2 separate regions of the Mus musculus genome follow, and region 1 is linked to region 2. A link is a contact called in public promoter capture Hi-C data. All regions are on one chromosome and are shown on one strand. Each heading gives the region's core, a stretch centred on a gene start, on an enhancer-like site or on the middle of the called end of the contact. The rest is flanking DNA. Distances are from core to core; before and after follow the strand shown.

What was found. Promoter capture Hi-C pulls out the DNA fragments that hold promoters and counts their contacts.
Region 1: a contact with region 2 is called in a promoter capture Hi-C map of cranial neural crest. The contact joins the promoter of Arhgef28 here to the promoter of Sv2c in region 2. A contact is called at or near these places in 2 of 39 promoter capture datasets (cranial neural crest and liver).

The regions. Positions count from the first base shown.
Region 1 is chr13:98,204,336-98,207,882 of GRCm38.p6, reverse strand. It overlaps Arhgef28 (Rho guanine nucleotide exchange factor (GEF) 28), which reads left to right and starts at 1,718. Exons shown (of 36, transcript NM_012026.2): 1 at 1,718-1,810.
Region 2 is chr13:96,130,459-96,134,217 of GRCm38.p6, reverse strand. It overlaps Sv2c (synaptic vesicle glycoprotein 2c), which reads left to right and starts at 1,641. Exons shown (of 13, transcript NM_029210.1): 1 at 1,641-1,770. It overlaps Gm29543 (predicted gene 29543), which reads right to left and starts at 1,493. Exons shown (of 2, transcript NR_167969.1): 1 at 1,439-1,493; 2 at 1-858.

The DNA.
Region 1 (3,547 bases), core at 469-2,968, 2.1 Mb before region 2:
GAACCTAGAGAAGTTGAAAGCCAAGTACTTATTTAAATATTGATCACGCTCAGTGCCTGAGAGAGAGCAAGAAAACTGCAGCCGGTGGGATTACATGTCCTCTACAATCATGCTGAGAGCATTAGGGACAGTCTCCCTCCGTTTGCTTCTTTTTCGTGTGGAAGAGAGCCTTGGGCTAATGTCTTACAATACCTGTTCCTCTTCCCACAATTCCTTGCCTCTCTCAAGCTGTATATGACAGAATCAACTAAAGAAGAAGAAGAAGAAGAAGAAGAAGAAGAAGAAGAAGAAGAAGAAGAAAAAGAAACAAAAGAACAACAGCAACAGAGGGATCAACAAAGGCTTCTTTTACAAACTTTTCCGCTAACAGGCTTGAAAACTACTTGTGTGTGGTGTGTTGATTCAGCCAATCTCCAGTTGACTTTTTCACATTGAAAATATTGATGTTCGAGAAAAGTGTTATTGCTTTTATTTTTTATCTTCGGGACTTCGTAGTTCTTCAGTGGAGAACACTCTTCTTTGGGACCTAAGGTTCTGCAGTGTGACATCAGAGGATATGAATACAAGTGTCAATACTGCAAGGCCAATGTCAGGTCCTTTATAAAGAAGGAAGGGCAGCGTTTGCCCTAAGACAGGGCTAAAGACCTCAGACCCTGGGTTTTGTTTTTTTGTTTTTGTTTGATTTGTTTTTTGTTTTTTTGGTTTTTTTTTGCCATCCTGCCATTCTTTAGGCTCTGGTTAAACAGGTATGTTAGGAGGGTGGCCCAGGGCATCTGGCAGTGATGGTTTGGGACGGGCCAACACATCTCTCCTGTCCATGTAGTCGGTCTGTCTTCTTGAGAAAAATAAAGGTAATATTAAAGGAACTTAGAAAAGTAGACGCTTAATTTTATCTTTAAAGCTGGAATAATCATCTTAAGCTTATTTTATAGTAAGCTGTACAATGGCGAGACTTTTCACTCGGGACAACTCAGTGCTAAGTGCCTCAGTGCTTTAAGATCCAAGGGGTCCTTTCACATTGTTAGGTGTTGTAAAAGTGGCTATGGCTTTCTCAAAAACAAACAAACAAATGTTGGTGCCGTTTAGGCACCTGTTTGCATAAACGCATAGGGAATCGAGCCTGCAAAGCTTTGGGCCAGAGGAACCTCCATCATCCTCATGAATTAGAGGGAGTCGGCTGTTTTAAAATAGTACTTCCTATTGTAACAGACCCGGGCACTATTATGTCCCGGGTGTGGTGGCTTTGAGCTGAGGACAACCCGAGCCTCCCTCTGGCCTGGCACGGCTCCCTTTAGGAGCCGACCGGCCAGCTCCTTCCTCCGGCGCCACTAGGGCGTGGAGGCCCCCGGGGCGAGCGGGCGCCGCCGCCGCTAGGGTGCAACCCTGCCCTGGCCCAGCAGGTCCCGCTCCGTGCCCGCCGCCGGAGGAAAGCCGAGGCGACCGGCCGCCGCCCCGCGAAGGGAGGGGGCGGCGGAGCCGCAGCAGCTTCAGGTTTCCTCCTGGAGCTGGTGGCGGGCGCGGCCATGTGATGAGGCGGCGACGAGCCCGGCTGGCCAGAGGTGGGCAGGCGGGGACCAGGGGGCGCAGGGGGTGGCCCCAGCTGTGGGCGCGGCGGGCGGGCGAGCGGGGGTGGGGTGGGGTGGGGGGAGCTGCGGCTCCGCCCCTCGGTGCGGCCAGCGGAGCGGAGGGGCGTGGGCAGCTGGGGACCGGCTTCCCCGCTCCGGGCGACGCTGGCCGGCGGGTCGCCCTCGGCAGGCCTCGGGGACAGCGCCTGGCCAGGGCTCCTGGCGTTCCCGAGCCACAGCTCCAGGTAAAGGCGGATTACGGGAGCCATCCCTCTTGTCTCCCCGCAGCCCTGGGCGAAGTTTGCCCACCGGAGTTCTCAGGGGACAAAGTTTCTCTAGGGTCCCCGAGGACGCAGGGGTCTGCAGAGGTGGTGAAAGGCTGCACTCTGTCGGCTGGGCAGCCCGAGGAATGGGCGCCGCCTCCTGGTACCTGGGGATGGCAACAAGTGCATGGCGCTGCCGGGTCGGAGGCAGCAGCTGTGAAGCGCAAACGGGAGGCAGCGGCCACCCCTCACCCTCTCGGGCAAGCGGGGTGGGAGGGGGCAGAGGGTGACGGAGCTCAACCAAAGCTAGTTGCAAGCGATGGAAATCAGAGGCAGGCGGCTGGAGAAGGGTGAACCTCGAGAGCCTGGTTCTCCTCTTCCCATCTGTGTTTCTGGCCAGCTTCACCTATATGCTTGGTGTGTGTGTGGGATGTACCCCAGACTGCTGGTCAGTCTCAAGTTCAGGACATTTATTTCTTGTGGAAACGTTTGCTGAGTTTATAAAAGCATCTATGGTCATCTTGTTTGGGAGGGGCTTTTAGCATTGGGTGGGAATCCGTGCGCTTGTGCCATGAGTTTCTCTGGAATACTCGGTTGTGGGTGGTAGGGGTCACAGGTGGAGAAGGCGTTCTCGCTTGCTGTGAGCTCTGTGAACGCTGGGTGTTCAGACCACCCAGGAAACCCAGCTCTGGTTTCCCAGACACCAGTTAGGTTTCTAAGGGAGACTACTTTAGGAGCCCACAGAGCCTGCCTATTGGTTGCAGCTGGGTGGGCCCAGGGGAAGGGTAACATCTGTGTTTGCTAGCATCTGACTCCCTGACCCCTGCTCAAGTGCCAGCCTCTACACACTCCAAGTTGTAGAGATTGAGCACTCGATTCTGCACCAAGCAGTCAAGAATTACAGTTATAAAGAACGGACACACTGCTTTTCTGTACTTTGCCCTCTCGTGTTCCTAGACCCTGAAGCTGTCTCAGTAAAATGAAATTCTATTCTCAACAACACAAACAAAATCAAAGGCTTGCCCTAGTTAGGCTCTGTGGAAACCACTTTGAACACGATAATTCAAGCTCTGATAACCTTTCCTGGGAAGCTTTCCATAGCTCTATTTTGAGTTTTTATGTGAATGTTAAAACAAATAGGTGTTTGTCTAATCTTGATGAATAGTAGCGCTAACTCCTTTGGAGTGTTTGAAGGAAGAGAACATTGCAGATGCCTTTTGGAGAGGTTGTAGCATTTCAAAGTGATATTCCGATGCAGACTTTATAGTGATTATGCATAATTATTTTTGATTATAGAACTTGGATAGCATCATACTTGATACTTTGTGGTTTGGGAAACTGAGGCACAGAACTAGTTCTTGGGTAAGGGACTCTGGGGCGTGTCCCGGCTAATGTGACATGAGACTGGAGAACAGAGAATCAGTGTTTGCTCTGCTTTGGACTGTTTTTTCCCTTATCAGGGCGGCACAGCCAGGCCAATGGCCAGCAGTTTGTCTAACAGGTGTGTTGGAGGGACTTTCCTCTGAAGTACCGTCTGCCTCTAAGCGGTTAAGAAACACTTAAAGGTACAGAAGGAAATCAGAGTCGGCGACGAAGGTTCTGTGATATCTCATTAGCCCTGTTAGGGTTTCAATATATATATATAATTTGGAAAATTCTGAAATATTTTCTTATTGTGTTCTCATAAGGAACCATTCTTGTGGCTAAGATTTCCACTGG
Region 2 (3,759 bases), core at 392-2,891:
TGCACAGGAAGGATGTCTAAATGAGTGGGTTAATTTTTAACCATTCCAATCATTCATCTCACAGCACCACAGTAAGTGGTACAAACCGCAAAGCATTTAAGCAAAACACACAATCCAGATGGATTTTTCAAAGATCGGTCCAGAAACTGTAGGCTCAACAGGGCCTGGGAATCCTGAGTCTCGGAATGCCAGAGCAGCAAGGAGGGGCAGCCAGAGGTTGGAGGCTGGTTCCATTTTCCTCTCTTCATCTCATCTTGAATTGTGGCACACACGGATTATAGCAAGCTGGAGTTATCTGTCCCAGGCGGTCCACGTGGTCCCCACCAGCTTCTTTAGCGAGAGCCTCCAGACCGCCTGGATCTCTGAAGAGCCCGGCTGCTCTTCTCCAGCAACACAAACATTTACATGCATTGTTTACTTATGTATCGGCACAGCCAAGCATTTAGCCACCTATTCAATCTTTCAGGCTATTTACTCTCGCATGAACTCATCCAGGGAGAGATTGTGTGAGAGATCTACCCACTGCAGCTCCCACCAGCGCCTCGCTTTGTCTCGCTCCTCGGGGTTACCATTACAAGGGTAATGATTGCGCGGCGGGCACCTGCCGGGGGTCGGGGAGCTTCCAAAGTACACGAGTTTCACGAGAGCTCGGAGCTGGTAGGGTCTACTTTATGAGGATGTCTGGCTTCCCACTTTGTCCCTTCCGATGAGCGGATGGGTAACAGGATGACGCTCTGCCCTGCCAAGACGGAGTAGATACTTGGGTGTGGTCTCTCCAGGATGAGTTCCAGTTGGTATAGTCCAGCCCCAGCGCTAAGGTGAGGCTAAGGTTGCCGTTTCTCACCCTCTAAGGCATTCCTGAGAACAAGAGCAATATTCTCACCTCTCTCTCTCTCTCTCTCTCTCTCTCTCTCTCTCTCTCTCTCTCTCTCTCTCCTATTAAAAATGCTAGAAATCCCCCCACCCGGAGTTCCGGCTGCTCCCTGGCCCTCCCTGGTTTAGGGACACATACACACATCCCGCACGTGGAGTTCCTTCCGCTACACCCCAAGTTTTGTCTCGTGTGCTAGCATGGAGATTGGGGGGTAGGCGGGGGTGATCAGCTACTCCTGACTTACGGAAAGCCTAGTCAAAATTAACCAGTTCCAGGCTCAGAAACAGAACAAAAGCCCTCCTTCCCGAGGCACTGGCCTCCAGCAATCAACAATTTCCTTGTGCTTTGATGGACCCGACCCAAGGGGCTGCCAAACGAGCAGCGCACAGTCACACTCGGTGACTAATTCAGCACGGGTGCCTTATCGACGCCCCCCACCCCGCCTCCTCCTCCTGCTACAAACTGAGCTCTGACTTCTCCAAAAGTACCTGCCACTTGGAGCCAACCCCCACCGCACCCCTCCCCACCCCCGACCCGAACCGCAGCAACACCTCCGCATCATACCGGGAGCTCGCCCAGCCTTGCACAGCGCCCTCCTCCCCCGCGCGCCGTAACCCCCTCCCTGCGCATCGCTTGTACTCTAGCCACGCCGCCGCCCGCCACTGCAGCACCGAAGGGAGGAGGCGAAGGAGGAGGACCGCAGCGTGGCCGCCGGGAGCCACTTTCCCGCCCCTCCTCTCGCTGCCGACTAGCTCAAAGGAGTCACCACTGCGCGCGCTGCAGGAGAGAGTGGCAGACCGAGGCGGCCCCGGGCTGCAAGCGGAGGGGTGCTCGCAAGGCGACGGCTGCAGTGCAGAGCGGTGGCTCAGGGCAGGGGGTCCCCGGCGCCTGAAACGGTGAGTAAGGAGTCCCCCGCAACCGTGGCAAGGGCTCGTTCCGTGCTAGGTTTTTCTTCTGTGCCGGGAGACCCAGCGTTGTAACCAGAGAACTTTTTGCAGCCTTCCAGAAGCGCAACTAGCGCAACTTTGCCAGCTCTGGCCCGGGAAAAGCGGCTGCAGGTGAGGCAGGCTGCCCGCTGGGTACCTGTGTTGGGATGGCAAGCAGGAAATCTCACTGAGGCAGTCGAGTGGCCCCGGGTTTACTAGGCAGAGGCAGGTTAAAGGTGCGCTATGTTCGGGATTCAAGGGCAGGTGGGTGGGCAGCTGCAGGCATCTCCCGACTTCTTTGGGGGCGCAGGGGTGGGGGAGTTTCAGGGAGGGCTGGAGAGACTATTCAAAACAGGCAGCCGGGAGCGCCCACTATCAGCGAGCCATCCCCGCAGCCTCTGGCTCAACTTTTTCTGCGGGGAACCCTCTGCAGATGTGCAGAAGTGGTTGGAAAGCACGGGGAGCCGCAGTCGGCTCTGCGGGAGGCTAGCAGAAAACCCGTCAATTTTCAAACTCTTACACACACACACACACACACACACACACACACACACACACACACACACAAGCTGAAAGCAGGAAAGCCTGCTGTGGCCCTTTGTAAGAATCAACACTTCTCCAACACTGCACCTCTATTGAGCAAAACCCTATCGAGCGTCCACTATGCGCCTAGGGGCGCAGCGAAGCGCATCTAAGAGTGAGGATTTCTTAGGAGAGGGACTGTCCCCAATGATGATGATGATGATGATGATGATGATGATGATGATGATGATGATGATGGCAGCAACAATTACTACCGAGGTATCTAATTTAAGGACAAGAGGAAATGGGCGACAGGTCACCATCTTCTCTTGGTGGACTTTTCCTCTCCAACTGGGCTCTAGAATCGAGAATACTTTCTCCCGCGAACTGGAACGCCTCTGGCCAGGAAGGAAAGAAAGATTTTAGAATGCCGGGATGAACTTGGCTGGGGAAGCCAGCACCCCACCTCAGATACAAGGAGCATCTCTGTGGGCGTGCGGGAACCTCAGTCCGCCACGCGCGGGGGCGGAGAGGGAGGAGCTGAGTCACCAGCTCTGGAAGTACCGCCTGGACCATGGGAGCGGGGGGGGGGGGGCGCTCGCGTCACCCTCTACGTGTGGGCGTGATGCAAATACAGCCCCGCAAGGGGAGGGCGCGGTGGAGGGAGGGCTAGGAGACCCAGCCTGTCTGGGAGCGCGCGCGTGTGTGCGTCAAAGGCTCCGGAGTGATGGATGCCCTGTGGCGCGCCCTGTGCAGACGGCAGCGACTGGAGGGACTCGGGTGGGAGGATAGACTGCGGCAGGGGTGGCAGGGGATGCCGGGCAATACAGAGGCTGCAGGCAGGCAAAGAGCTCCGCAGTGTGCCGCAGTGGTAGCACTGGGAAGGCGTCGTCTCAGCAACCAGGATTCCCCCGGGTGCCCAGACATCTTTTAAGTCTCTGAGGGATGCCCAGATGTTCCTTTCTCCCGTCAGACTCCCTTCCTTCCTGCATAGCTGATTGACTAAGAAAACGGGCGGGGAGGGGGGCGCTTTTCAGTTTACTTTTTGTCCTTAGCAGGAGTAAGACAGTTCTTTCAGAGTCCATTCATTTTATGTTAGCAAGCTTCCTAGTGCTCAGGCCAATTTTTCAAGCAAATGCTTTCTTGGTTGAGTTCCTCAGGTTCTCTAAAGCCAATCCTTTCCTAAGGCTTTTGGCAGAGGCCTGGCATCTAAGTGGGATTTGAGAAAGGCTTAGAAAAAAAAGTGGCGCTTTGGTTTTTTAAACCATAAAAATTCGTGTTGAAAGTACTGTTGGCTGATCTTGGACTCCCTGACAGAATATTAAAAATCCCATCTTTTTTTTTTTAATTTAAAATACATTCTGGGAAGCCTATAGCAAATGCCTTGACTGAATGAGCCCAAAATTTGTAGTATGTGAGACAAAAGGAATAAGGGAG